Linked DNA regions of Mus musculus: region 1 is linked to region 2. The links are chromatin contacts, called in public HiChIP or PLAC-seq maps. All regions are on one chromosome and are shown on one strand. Each heading gives the region's core, a stretch centred on a gene start, on an enhancer-like site or on the middle of the called end of the contact. The rest is flanking DNA. Distances are from core to core; before and after follow the strand shown. Region 1 holds the start of Matn4 (matrilin 4). Region 2 overlaps Pabpc1l (poly(A) binding protein, cytoplasmic 1-like).

Region 1 (7,145 bases), core at 529-3,028, 360 kb after region 2:
CTTAGGAGAGGCCGCCAGGGGGCGCCTGCTGGGTCTGGCTTCTACTGCCGTGGGAAGCCTACATCTGCCCAGCAGGTGTCCCTGCCCAGAGCAAACAGGCCGCTGGGAGTCCCGGGACCTTGAAGATAAGGCTTGGACAGGATAAATCCAGTGTGAGGATCGGATCGGGGCTTAGATGTGTGAACGGTATCGAAGTCAGTGGCGGTAGATGTGCCCAGAGGGCAGCAAGAGAGCGGCCTGGGCCTCGATGAGCAGCCATGGACCCCAGGGAGACAACAGGTGAGCCCTCTCCTTCCTGTGTAGCCTAACTAGGTCCCTTGAGAACCACTAAGGGAACACACACACTGTACGGATGGAAAATGTGCTGCCCAATAAGACTACCCAGCTGGGCTCCAGGCACAGAACTAAACCTAGCTCTCACCCCCCTACACCCCACCCCTGTCTCTTCCTCCAGAGAAGCCTGGTTCCCTTGCACCTAAGAATCACTAAGCCTTTCTTCCGTTCCCCACCCCACCCCCACACGGCACACTGAGCCTGCTCTATCCATTTTTCTGTGGTTTCTTGGCAGAGCAGGCCATCGCCCCTTAACCCACGGCTGCCCCTCCCTCAACCCCCCAGTTCCTTGAATGAGCCCATTCTGAGCAAGGCCGGTGCGTGGCTCTGACTCCAGACCAGCTTCCTATCCGAGATTCTTCTCCCTTCTGGCTTTCCAGCGAGGGTAGAAGAACAAAAATCCTTCTGGCAGGGTCTGTGGTGGTAAGGTGACAAGCTAGCTAGATGTGCCAGTGGCTTGATGGTGGAGGTAGGAGGAAAGGCAAGCCTTTTCTAGAGTGGGCCAGAGCGGAGCCAGCACCCCAGGGCAAACATCTGAGTATAGCTCCACCGGGCCTTTGAAACTCAGGGTTGGCTCTTGACTAAGGGCTCCCTTAAGCTCCTCTTGGCTTAAGTCAACACGCACTTGATGTCGCTTGCACCTCAGGACTCTTAGAAAGTCAAAACAGCTGCCCTCTCAATTTCAGCTTTCCAAATCCGCTGTTCCACGGGGGGGGGGGGGGCGGTCTAGGGAGGGCAAAGAGAGTCATCATCGTTCAAAGGCTTGCTTTGAAGTAGTGGCCCATTAGAGTGAGCCCAGGTCTCCTGATAAGGATCCTTGCATTGAAGAGGAAATTTCTCGGACGCCCTTAGGATAGGGAAAGTGCATTCCCAAGGAAAGTGCGCTCCAAAGAGGTCTGAGTTCAAGAGCTAATCCGGAAAGGACACTTTGGGAAGGTGCCAGGCGTGGAGGGAGATTAGGGAAGGAGGACCTGCATTTTGTTGGCCTTGCCAGAGGGGGATCGGAAAAGGTACTGCAGGTTAGACGTGGACACGTAGGCTGTTAAGACTTGTCCCCCTACGGGTTTTACGCTGGCTTCCCTGCAGACCCCTCGTTGCCCCCGGGCCCTTTGACTCACCTGAGCCTGCCGGACAGCTCAGAGGTGCGGCTACAGAGCGACGGGCCCAGCCTCCTGGGGAGTTGGACCAGGTAACGGCGGCGGCGTGGGCAGGTTGCCCTAAGTGGGGAATGCCAGACAGCCAGGGCGAGCCCAAGCGGCAGCTGCATTTAACCTGGAGCGGGAGGGTGGGGAGGGGGAGCGCGGGCTGCGACCCCTCCCACTGGCAGGAGCGTTCTCCCCCTTCCTCTCAACACTCGGGCCCCAGCAAGCACGGCGCCCCTTTTTCCTGCTGCTCTGGGAGCTGCAGGCGCGAGCTGCGGGCCGGAATTGGGCTACAGCTGGAGTCGGGCGGCGACACTCCGGGCAGCCGGAATGCTCTGGAATCCTACACGAGACACTTCCCAGAGGAGAGCCCCAAGAGGCGGAGCGGTCCTGACCGCCGCCTGCCTGGCCTGCCTGGGCTTCCAAGGACGCGCCCGACTCTTGCCCTCCTCTGTCCCTTCCTGGAGTGATGAAAGGCCGAGACTTGGTCCTGCCGTAAAGGTAAAAGGACTCAAAAGGACAGCCTTGGAGTTCCCAGCTCTCTTCAGGGCCCAACTTGCTCATTTCCCAAATAAAGACTCACCACAGACTCTTTTTCATGTGCTCCTTTTAATTGCGCAGGCTTTGAGAGAACCCATCCTCATTTGTCAAACTCTCGGACTGATAAGCAACAGACCCCAGAGAGCTGACCCGTGCTACACTCAAAGAAAAGAAAACCCCCGTAGCATTAAGCCAAGGGTGTTGTTTGGGCATCAGAAAGACTCAGATCCGCCGCCTCCCCCCCACCCCAATCCTGGTAATGCAGTTTGGAGCCTTGGTCACATTTTCACCGGTGCATGTGCCTGCTCGAATTGAGGTTGTGCTCCGGACCTGGAGCTGGCAAAGGCTGTTTCCCCTTATGAGTTGAAAGCTTAATTACTATTTCCACAAAGCCCACCTCCATCTGAGAACCAAATGTAGGGTTTTAAACACAGCTATTCCACTTGGCCCCAGACTACAACAGCCGGGAAGCCACCCACACAGTGTAGCACCTGGGTGATCCTGGTGAGGTCTGTGCAGGGTTCTTGGAACACAAATATTTAGCTCATTTCCCAAGTCCTTCTTCCCCCAGATCCCTTGGAGGACATAAATCAACCCCATCTCCAACTTCAGCTCACTCAGCTTCAGGGGTGGGCTTTGTGCCAACTCAACCCTTGACTCTCCTTCCTGTGGCCCCGTGGGCCCAACCCCCATTCCTAGGTCACCCCCAGAGCATGCCATCATCCTAAGAGAAGGTGTGCGCACATGCCTGCAGCAAAGATGTGAGCAGACTGTGTGGATCCTGCATGCCAAGGTGGCTCAGAAATCCTATGGAAATGAGAAGCGGTAGGTGGCTCCCTACCCCGACCCAGGTCTCCACAGCCTTCAGCCCTATGCCTCCCTCCAAACCCACCACCATTTAGCTTCTTTGACATCTTGGAGGCCTCAAGGCTGACACCTCAGCCATTGTTCAGCCAGGGTCCTGTTCCCCAGCCAACAACAGCTGCCTACTGGGATCTAGAGCAGAACTTGACAGTGGCTGTCAGATCCCCACATCCCCGACCAGTATCCATTCATTCTGCTGCGTACTACATGTCACGCACCAGGGTCACTGCTGGGCACTAAGCCTCCAGCTGGACCAGGCAGATACAGCCTCTACTTCCATGGCATCTCCATTCTGGTAGGGGACATGCAGTCACCTCCCCACAAGCCAGCAAACAAGGTATTTCAGATTGTGATGAGAGCCAGAGAAAAACAGAGTGGAGTCACATAGTAGACCAAAGGGGATACCTTAGCTTGAAAGGTCAAGGAGGTCAAAGGGCTCTTTAAGAAGTGACATTGGAGCTGATGTACCAGTGCTGAGATAGAGCCAGGCATGGGAAAACTCCAGGAAGCATTCTAACTGGAAGCAATAGAAAACGCAAGGACCTCAAGGCTATATACTCAGTACTGTAAGAGGATGAAAGGGGGAGACTGGTCAGAAGAGGGGGACGTTAGAGAAGATGACAGGAGAAGCAGTGTCCAGGTCATGTGAGGATTTGGGATTTTAAACCACAAGGGATGTTGATAAGAGGACATCACAATTTGATTCATTTTCATTATTATTAATAATATCGTTTATTTTGTTATATTTTGGGGGGGATAAGACAGACTCTAACTCTAGCTCAGGCGGAACCTATACCAATCCTCCTGCCTCAGAGGCCCCATCCCTTCCGTACTGGGTTTAGGATTACAAACGTGAGCCACCACACCCAACTTAATTTAACTGTTACTTCTTTCCAGATTATTTATGTATTTTATATATGTGTGTGTATTTTGTCTACATGCATGCCTGTACACTAGAAGAGGGCATTGGATCCCATTACAGATGGTTGTGAGCCACCATGTGGTTGCTGGGAGTTGAACTCAGAACCTCTGGAAGAGCAGCCAGGGCTCTTAACTGCTGAGCCGTCTCTCCTACCCCTTGACTGTTATTTTTGTTGTTGATGTTGGTGGTGGTTCTGGTGCTGGTGGTGATACTGGTGCTGTGTGGATGTATAGATGCCACGATTCCTGTGGAGGTAAGAGGATAATGTGTGCAGTTAGGTGTACAGTTGGTTCTCTTCCTCCTTTTGATGGGTTCTGGGCATTGAAGTCAAGTTATCATGCTTGCCTCAGCAAGCCTTTTATCCACTGAGCCACCTGTTACTTAAGAACTAATCTGGGGCTGGAGAGACTACTCAGGGTTAAGAGCACTGGTGGCTGCTCTTCCAGAGGACCTGAGTTCAATTCCTCGCAACTACTTGCTGGCTCACAACCATCTGTAATGGGATCTGATGTTCTCTTCTGTCAGATGGTCTCTTCTGCCATGCAGGCATACATGCAAATAGAGCTCTCATATCCATAAATAAATTTTTTAAAGTAATCTAGTTGCTGTGTGAAAAACAAACTAAAAGAGGCATCTGTAGCAAGGGAGAGACAGATGGAAGGCTGAGTTGGGAAGGCAAGGGATAGTGGTTAGGACCAAGGTGAAGTTGGTAGGAATCTAACGGATTCCAGATGTGTTTTGAAGATGGAGCGGGCAGGACTTACTGATGAGGTCTAATAATGCATTAACGGTTTCACTCTGGGAGAGGGGACACTAAATCATGATTCTTTAAAAATTTATGCCACCTTGAGACACTTTTAAGACAGTGAAAATGATGTTATGTGTTCCCAGGTTCTTCTGTCCTCCACCCTGTGTCTACCTCGCGGGTCCTGGCTGGAGGGTGAAGCCAATGCAAGACCAAGGTGAGAGTGCCCTGACGGGCTGTTGCTCGGTTCTGCAGGAAGGACCAACTGCCTCAGCAGGGCCCGGGAGCCCAGACGGTTGCAGGCGCAGTCTCGCTGCGCCCTCTGGCGGCAAGAACTAAGTTTGACCCGCACCTGAGCTTCCCCCAGACTTCCAGGGTTTAATTCCCGTCCTTTTTCAGCCCTCCAATCTGCGGAGACCGGGCCCACCGTCTGCGGTTACATGGGACTGGACGGTGCGTCCGGCAGCGCTCCCGAGACCCAGAAGTTGAACTTTGAAGAGCAGCCGGACTCCAGGGTGAGGCTGCACTAGAGAGCATCAGATTCCTGCTCCTGGCGTTGCCTCTTTTTTTTTTCTTTTTGTAGAGGAGGCAAAACTGTAGACTCCCCAAGTCCCCTCCAGAAGCCAAAAGGCAACTGGGGAGGCCAGAGGGTGGGTTCTGACCTAGTCCCTAGATTAGTACGGTTTCTTGTCCTAATGGTAAGGATGTCATAACTGCGGAAGGTTGGCTCTTCCGCTGGCAAAGTTGAGATAAGGCCTGCCGCATCCCCTTGAGCCCCGTAGGAATTTGGTTGTGCCAAGACCCTGTACATCTCGGACGCCGATAAGAGGAAGCACTTCCGGCTGGTGCTGCGACTGGTGCTGCGAGGGGGCCAGGAGCTGGGCACTTTCCACAGTCGCCTCATCAAGGTGATCTCCAAGCCCTCGCAGAAGAAGCAGTCGCTGAAAAACACAGACCGTGAGAGGGGCGAGGTGGAAGGGTGCAATTCGAACCCAGAGCTGCAAAAATGGGCGGAGGGTGCAAGTGTGGAGGAGGGGGTGAGAGGTGGAGTCTGGGTAGAAAGAAGGGAGGAGTCTGGGTGGAGTGGCTGGCCTAGACTAAGAGAAAAGGCACACAGAGATTTCAGACAGGACACAGGTAAGAGATAGATATCAGATTTGAAGATGACAGTGGGGGACTCAGAACAGACAAAAGCTGCAGCCAGGTGCCAAATCCGGGGCAAATTAAAAATGACCTTAAGGAAGTTGCATCAGCCAAAGATGGTGGTTCCCATGTGTAATTCCAGTGCTTAGATAAAAGAACTCTGAACTCTTATCTAGGTCAGCCTAGGAGGGAGTGAGTGGGGAAAGGAAAGAAAAATGGATCGGGAGAGAGAAGGAAAGAGAGAGGGTGGGTTGATTGGTTGATTTCAGTATAGCATACCATGTGGCTTGCTTGAGACTGTCTGCCCAGAAAGTGTCCCCCAGTCTGGAGGTAACCACGACTCAGTGTGATCCCGGAATCCAGCTCCTTGGTGTCATTGAAAAGTCCTGTGGAATATCCCAGTTCCAAGCAGTGTCCTAGCTGGCACCTTGGTGCTCAGGAAAAGTGGGGGACCTAGAGTAATGGTTATGCGTGCAGAGTCTGGCAGTCTGGCTTCGAATCCTGTCCTGGAGAGTGAACTGAGCTGACATATGTATTTAGAAAAGCAAAGGATGGGGAGATGGCTTGGTGGGTAAAGTGCTTGCAAGGCAAACACATGAGCCTGGGTTTGAATACCCGTAAAAATTGAGTGTGGCTGCAGATGTCAGTGATCCCAGCTCTGAGCAAATAGACAATAGGATCCTCCTCCAACTCTCTGGCTAGAAAGCTCTAGCCAAAGAGCTCTCAATCCAGTGAGAGCCTTTGTTTCAGAGAATAAGGTAGAGCGTAATAGAATAAGGTGTCGGGAGTCTAGCTCTGGCCTCCACACCCACGCACACACAGCTGTGTGTGTCCAGCCACACGCCTGCACACACATACAGAAAAAGGGAAGAGCAGAAGAATCTATTGTATAGTAAATTAAATGGAAAGGGCTTGGGCTAGGTATAAATGGAAGGCCAGCAGTCTGTCCAGCACGGAGAGGAGATGAACAGCACTTGGTCAGTGCCTGATCCCCAGCTGGTGTAAGTCCAGTAAAAAAAAAAAATGAAGCTGTGACTGAGAGCATGCCATCGGCTGGAAGACAAGCCAGGCTCTAGGAGAGTCCCCCTGTTCTTTCAGACTCTAGCAGCCATCTATGCAACTCCCACCTGCTTCACACTTCCCACCCCCAAGAAGCCTTCCTTAGCTTAGACCTTTCCCACACGGAGTTAGCATTTTGTATTTATGCCCTCCAGACCATGAACTATTTCAGAGCAAAGCTGGACCCAGTTCACACATCAATACCCAGTACCCGACGCCGTGCCTGCCACAAAGCAGCCCCGAGTGACTTGATGAACCCAGCTCACATCACTGAAGGATGTTCATTTGTACCAGGGAGCTGGCAAGCTCAAAAATCAAGACCCCAGGCAAAAGGCTATGAAATGCAGATAACCATTGAGTCTAGGCCAGTGGGCATATTAGCCAGGCTGTTACATGG
Region 2 (6,941 bases), core at 2,705-5,204:
GACCTCCATGTAAGTGACCCAGCCCTTTCCACCTTCAGCCTGGCTTGTGGATGTGAGCCTCAGGGAAAGAGACAGAAACTATGGCATCAAGCTTGGCTTTGCATTTCTCAGAACCGGTTACCTTACCCCACTCCTATGAGCCTCAGTTTCCCCTCCCTGACTTGGGACTAAATGTTCATGAAGCAGCAAGCACTATGGCAACCCTGACAAAGACACATAGTGTGGCCATTGTCAGTTCTTTCTAAAGGCTAACTCTGATTTGGAGCTGAAAATTCTTGCAAAGCAGAGAATAAAAGTATGAAACTCTTTTGGCTAAATTGCTAATGAATGGCCTTTCCATGTAGTTCTCTTGGGACCAAAGTGAAGGATCAGGGTACTCGAGAAATTCAGGGCCTGGGGAGATGTGAGCTGGTTTTGGGGTTTGTCATTGCAGATTTCTGTGCACCCTCCTTAGGTCTAGGTAAATTCTCTCTGTCTCTCTCTGTCTCCGTCTCCCTGTCTCTCTGTCTCTCTCTGTGTTTGTGTGTGTGTGAATTTCTAGCTCATCTCCAGCTCTGGGAACTTAGGACACAGTGTAGCACTTTGATGATTACCGGAAACCTCTCCCTGTTTTTCTCTGTGCTTGCTATAAGCTACCTGCCCTCCAGCTGCCTCTGTGGTCCAGCCTCTAAGCACGACGCAGCATCCCTGTATCCACCTGAGGGGTGCCAGCCAGGTCTCCAGCCAGGTGCCTCACACGCAGAGAGTAGGTGAGTGTGTGTGAGTGTTGCCAGGATTCGGAATGGAAGGGTGTCAAAGAGTGAGAGACCTGGGGGTTGGCAGTGAAGGTAAGTTTTGACCAGGCTCCATAGTGACCTTGCTTTCGTGGTGAGCCAGCCCGGCTTTGGAGGATGTCCGTTAACATAAACGTTAGCATGGCATCCAGCCCTTGGGAGTCACTTTGGGACCCTTGCTGATGGCTGTCTCTGCCGACTTAGTCTTTAAAATAGGGATAAAAATAGCGTGCCCATTTTGTTGGGAGGATTGGTGAGTCCACAAATGGAAGGACTTGCATCTTAGCAAGTACGGAAGGGGCTATGACTTGGAGACAGGTTGTCTCTTGCTAATATCCTCATATCTCTGTGCTGACCCTGTGCTCAGCACTGCGGTGGGGTGTTCTTCAGGGATTCTGCATAATGAGTCAGATGAACCCTCTGGTCTTCTGTTGCTGCCAGGTTTCAACTTATATAACATTTAGCTCTGTTGCTGCCGGGTTTCAACACCCATGGTCATTGTTATAGTCTTCAACTGTGGGAAAATCTGCACAACATATAATTGGCTGCTTCACTATTTTTAAAGGTTTATTTATTCTCATTTTATGTGCATGAGTGTTAGCCTCCACGTATGTGTGTGTAGTGCCCATGGAGGTCAGAGGAGGGTGTTGGATTCCCTGGAACTAGAGTTAGAGACAGTTGTGCATTGCTGTATGGGTGCTGGGAAGTGAACCGTGGTACTCTGCAAGAGCAGTGAGGACCTGATTGTTTTTAAGCCTGTTGTTTAGAGGCCTCCAGTACGTTCACAGTGCTGAGTACGAACTGCAGCCATTGCCACCACTGTCTCGAAAACAAAACTTTCCACCAGCCACAATTCCTCATTCATAATTCTTTCTAGCCTCTGAAAAACAAACCTATCCTTTTTTTTTTTTTTTTTGCCCCTTTGAATTTGCACTTGATCTTAGCCAGGAGGCTGACAAGCAGTCGTCCCTCTGATGCTGACTGAGTGTGGTTACTTCATGCAAATGGCGTGGGACTCTCAATGCTTTGTTATTTAGCATGGCGTCCTCAAGATTCAGCAATGTTCCGGCAAGATGCGATGTCTTGCATATGTAGATTCTGTGTCTTTTGGCTATGCATTCACGTGTTGAACACATGGACTGCTCTCACCCGTGGGTTCTTGTACACAGAAATTGCTACTATGAGCATGGGTTTTCAGATATCTCTTTGAGACTTTGCTTGCAACTCTTTTGAGTGCACATTCAGAACCTAGATTGCTAGATGTGTTGACCCTATGTTTAATTCTTTGAGGAATCGCCCCCCCCAATTGTATTTCCACAGTTGCTGTATCCCCAACATTCCTGCCAGCATTGCCCACATGTCCCAACTTCTTTACTGATTCACCAAAATTTGCCATGTATTTTTTTCTAAGTGGCCATTTGAAATCTGCTTTTTTCGTTTTTCCTTTCTTTTTTACAGTCAACATTGGTACCCAGACTACAGGACCAGGTGGGGAGGGATCCTCTATCCCAGGCCAGCTTCTCGTGCCACATAGAGGAACCTCAGCTGTACACAGTGCCCATGGGGTAAGGTGGTCTGCTCACTGTGGGCTCTGGGTATCATAAGTTTGGCTAAGGTGTTTTTCCTCTGGTCCTTGCTTTGCTTTCTTTTTCTTTCTTTCTTTCTTTTTTTTTTTTTTTTTTGGTTTTTTGAGACAGGGTTTCTCTGTGTAGCCCTGGCTGTCCTGGAACTCACTCTGTAGACCAGGGTGGCCTCGAACTCAGAAATCCGCCTGCCTCTGCCTCCCGAGTGCTGGGATTAAAGGCGTGCGCCACCATGCCCGGCTGGTCCTTGCTTTTCTTCACTTACAAAATTTCATTTACTAATGTTCGCAAATCAGTCAAAGATCACTCCTGCTAACAGAGGGGAGAGAGAACTGTGGTCACGTTCTGTTTACTGGTTACAAACCTTTTGTTTAAGTCATTACCAAAATGAACTTGAACTTGTGTTTGAGTGCAGGAGACAGATTCTAAGACCGTGCTGAGCGTGGAAGGGCTGAGAGGAACCTTCAAAACAGGACTAAAACTGTTTATTATAATTAAAAGGCTATGTATCTCCTATCCCCACAAAGGTTTTAAATTCAGTATTACTGAAACATGTCTAGAATTTCAATGTTTTCTTTGGATGACTTCTTGTAAAAAGAACAATTGTCTTTTAATCGCAACAGCACTTTTAAAGTTAGCGCAATATAAGAGGGCTATGGAGGAGCTGGAGAAATGGCTCAGTGGTTAAAAGCACTGGCTGCTCTTCCAGAGGTCCTGAGTTCAATTCTCAGCAACCACATGGTGGCTCACAACCATATGTAATAGGATCTGATGCTCTCTCCTGGCACACAGGTATACATAGCACTCGTATACATAAAATAAATACATAAATCTTTTCTTTTAAAAAGCAAGCATAAGCCGGGCAGTGGTGGCGCACTCCTTTAATCCCAGCACTTGGGAGGCAGAGGCAGGCGGATTTCTGAGTTCATGGCCAGCCTGGTCTACAGAGTGAGTTCCAGGATAGCCAGGGCTACACAGAAGAAACCCTGTCTCGAAAAACAAAACACAAAACAAAAACAAAAAACAAACAAAAAAATTTAAAAAACTAAAAAAATAAATAAGCAAGCGTAAAATTCAAGGAAAATCAAGAATAACACACACAACACATGCATGTACCCCAATAAGATGTATGTTGCTGTTGCTGTGTTCATAAAGCTTGCTGAGAAAAGTGCTCTATCGGATGCACAGTGATTATTATTAAGTGTGCCTTTCAGGTGACAATGGATTTTCATTGGTTCACAGCATCTCTGTGCATAACTTTGTTTTCCAGTCCACGCCCTTGTGAGGGACTCTCTGCGCCCCGCCTCCTGCCCCGCCCCACCCCGCCACCACCACCCCCCCCCCCCGCCCCGCCCCGCCCCTGACTGTGTAGACCTTGCTTCCTTCCCTCTTCCAGAGCCTTTCCTGGATGCTTGTGTTCACCCGCTAGGGTAAGTGTATGAGGCCTTTCCTATCCGTGTGGTTAAGGGATGTGTTCCTGGCACCATGTGCAGGTCCAGGAGTCGGCCGTGTATGTCCCTGGCCATCAGCCTCTGACTGTGTCCATGCTGGCCGCTGCACCCCTACACGAGCAAAAGCAGATGATTGGTGAGTTACTGGCTCCTCCCCCACCGGGGCAGGTAGGAGGGCTGTGAGCTGGCTAGCCTGCCCAGAACACCTTGTGTGAGGACGGATGTGGGAACAAGGTCTCCTCCCATCACTGATACTAGGTAGCTGCCTCTTTCTTTTTCTTTCTTCTTTCTTTCTTTCTTTCTCTCTCTCTCTCTCTCTCTCTCTCTCTCTCTCTCTCTCTCTCTCTCTCTCTCTCCTTCCTTCCTTCCTTCCTTCCTTCCTTCCTCCCTCCCTCCCTCCCTCCCTCCCTCCCTCCCTCCCTCTCTCTCTCTCTCTCTCTCTTTCTTTCTTTCTTTCTTTCTTTCTTTCTTTCTTTCTTTCTTTCTTTCTTTCTTTCTTTCTTTCTTTCTTTCATTTTTTGGATATTTTACTTACATTTCAAATGTTATCCCCTTTCCCGGTTTCCCCCAAGCTGCCTCTTTGAAAGCCTCTGTCCTTTCGTCTTGAAAGACAAGTAGGCTGTTGCTCCCAAGGCCTTTTCCAGCTTGCTGTCTGGCTCTGACTTAGGTGGGAGATATCTGGATATGGGATCAGAGCCAAGAAGCCGGGTAGGTGAACACCCTTGGGTTTCTACTGGTCCAGGGTGGTCATTACACATCCTTATATCTCTTTGAAAGCGGGGAAGCTCTGGTTAAATTTCACCTGTTTCTTGGTGCTTACTGTGGGAGGCAGGAAATCCCTGTGTGCTGGGAAAATACAGGGTTCCCTCTGGACGCTGAGCTCCAAGAGTACTTCCTCTCCAGCCCCAGAGTTTCTGACAGGCTCTAAAAAAAAAAACAAAAGACGACTCTAGTGGGGACAGGGGGGTGGCTCAGGACTTGAGTTTGAATCCCTAGCAACCACATAAAAGCTGGCCATGGCTATGTGTGCCCTGATTCCAGAGTTGGGAGATGGAGATGGGAAGACAGCAGGAACTTTTTGGCTAACCAGCCTAGCTGAACAGGCAGCTTCAGGGTCAGTGAGAGACACTGTCTTCAGGGGATAAGGTGGAGGCCGATAGAACAGGCCATCTGATGTCCTCTTCTGGCCTCTCTGCACACACACACACACACACACACACACACACACACACACACACACACACACACACTTGTTTCTGGTCAGCAAGTTCTTCACGTCATGACCACACAGACCTTAAGCCCCTTCACTAAAGGCCCTCATCGCTCTATTGCTTCTTTAGCTTACTAGGCCTGGCTGCTTCATGCCCCCCTCACCCCCCATACAGAAGAAAATTACAAATGCCTTATGTAGGCTCCATTGGCTGCTGTCTATAAACTCTCACTCCTTTATGGGAAGACCCTTCTAACACCACTCAAGCATCCCCACCCTGTGGTGGTCCTCCGTGTCCTATTATGATGGCCCGGCACCAGAACTAGGTTGTATTGTGGAAGTACCTGATGGTGGAAGGTGAATTTATGCTGTGTGTTTGCCTCCCACACCCCAGTCTCAAGTCAAGCATTAAATCCTGTCTGGAATCTCAATGTGTCTAGTCAGAACTGCTTCTCACAAAACAAATGGAGTCTCAAAACAACTGACTTTGCTGTAGATACCTTTAAATAGTATTGTTTATATTTTTATGTTATTGTTTTTATTATGTTTATATTATTTATATCACTATATATTTATAACTATAAATTTACAATATATTATATATATATATATAAAAATATAATATTCAACCTGACCCTTCAGATTGTCCTGTAAGGTGGTGCTGCTATGCCTACTTTATAAAGTTGGAAAGAGGAGTTTCCAGTAATGTTACATGATATAGCTTGGGGTGACAGGTTCTAGGACAAGATCTCAGGCACCCTCATTGCTCCACTCCATGGTGCTACTAATAGAATACTGGGTTTTGGGGCAGGTGTGCATGTAAGCTATCAGGTTGTTCTACACAGGGGAGCGTCTCTACTCCCTCATCCACGATGCCTGCGCCCCACTGACTGGCAAGATCACGGGCATGCTGCTGGAGCTGGACAACCTGGAGCTTCTGTTATTGCTGGAGTCCCCAGAGTCCCTCCATGCCAAGGCAGGTGGAGACTGGGTGGCCACACAGCAAAGACCAAGGGCTGTCCTAGAGAAGATAGGGCAGCTGACATCAATCTGCTGGGTCTTAGTTGAGGGTTCACAGCTTCAGTCTGGAGCACAGATTAAAATCTGGGTAGGTCCTAGTAAGGCTTCAGGACAAGTAGCTGTGTTCTGCAGTACAGAGTCCTGTCCAGTAGTGTGACCTGGTTTAAGGAGGCAGTGGGCTGGGACCTTGTGAGCAGCAGGGCATCAGAGCTCCGTGCATCCTTTATTATGCAAGTGAAGTCATGGCCCTTCTGGAACCGCCTGTATTGGGGCAGCTACACTAAGCCCCTCTGTTTTATGTCCCATAGATAGAAGAGGCGGTGGCAGTACTGCAGGTGCATCGAGAAATGGAGTCAACAGATAGGAACTGAACTCTGTGGGTTCCTGGGGATGGAAGGACCGACAGAGCGGCTGAGCTGCTGGCTCTCTGGAGACTCCGTAGAGAACCCAGCGATCAAAAACCCACTGTGATGTGTTGGTGGCTTTGTCTGAAGCACCAGGGAGTTTGGTGAAGCTAAAGGAGTCATAGGAGACTTGCAGTGGCTGGATGTTCTCACGCCTGGCTCCGTTCTGCCTGTCTGGAGGCCTGGTCTGCTGGTCCACCTTCTTGACTGAAGATTGGGTGTTTTCCATATTCTGGGAACATTTTTTTCCCTCCACTCCCCCTCCCCCCACCCCCACTGAAAATGGAATCTTCACTCCCTTGACTACTTGATTACTGCATTTCTGCTCTTGGTTCTAGCTGTGTGAACTCTAACTTCTTTCCTGATGGGGATCTCTGTGTTCTTGAGCTCTGATTATGTAATGAAGGCTGACACAGTCCCCCTGCTGATCATTTTGCTTTATATATTAAAAAATGCTGCAAAAATCTGTCTTGCCTGGAAGGAGGGTGGGGCCGACTGGA

What was found. HiChIP or PLAC-seq counts read pairs in DNA pulled down with a chosen protein or histone mark.
Region 1: an H3K4me3 HiChIP or PLAC-seq map of craniofacial prominence shows a contact between it and region 2, with 5 times the contacts expected there. The contact joins the promoter of Matn4 here to the enhancer-like site in region 2. A contact is called at or near these places in 4 of 39 promoter capture datasets (the 3T3-L1 cell line, the C10 cell line and cranial neural crest), 2 of 484 Hi-C or Micro-C datasets (both in the G1E-ER4 cell line), 2 of 115 datasets of contacts at active chromatin or transcription factors (craniofacial prominence and embryonic hindbrain) and 3 of 9 other capture datasets (embryonic stem cells, liver and pancreatic islet).

The regions. Positions count from the first base shown.
Region 1 is chr2:164,403,040-164,410,184 of GRCm38.p6, forward strand. It overlaps Matn4 (matrilin 4), which reads right to left and starts at 1,779. Exons shown (of 11, transcript NM_013592.4): 1 at 1,452-1,779. Rbpjl (recombination signal binding protein for immunoglobulin kappa J region-like) reads left to right here and starts at 155. Exons shown (of 12, transcript NM_009036.1): 1 at 155-279; 2 at 1,420-1,522; 3 at 2,715-2,840; 4 at 4,693-4,763; 5 at 4,946-5,061; 6 at 5,329-5,503. The coding sequence starts at 258.
Region 2 is chr2:164,043,632-164,050,572 of GRCm38.p6, forward strand. It overlaps Pabpc1l (poly(A) binding protein, cytoplasmic 1-like), which reads left to right. Exons shown (of 14, transcript NM_001114079.2): 9 at 1-9; 10 at 633-749; 11 at 2,232-2,338; 12 at 3,850-3,943; 13 at 5,863-5,993; 14 at 6,346-6,907. The coding sequence ends at 6,408. Among named protein-coding and RNA genes, the nearest start is that of Pabpc1l, 22 kb to the left of the region's middle. Within about 2 kb of position 3,955, at least 106 of the 459 cell types and tissues checked have an H3K27ac peak or open chromatin away from gene starts, as enhancers often do. A contact at or near this core is called in the G1E-ER4 cell line, craniofacial prominence and pancreatic islet, where this site is marked.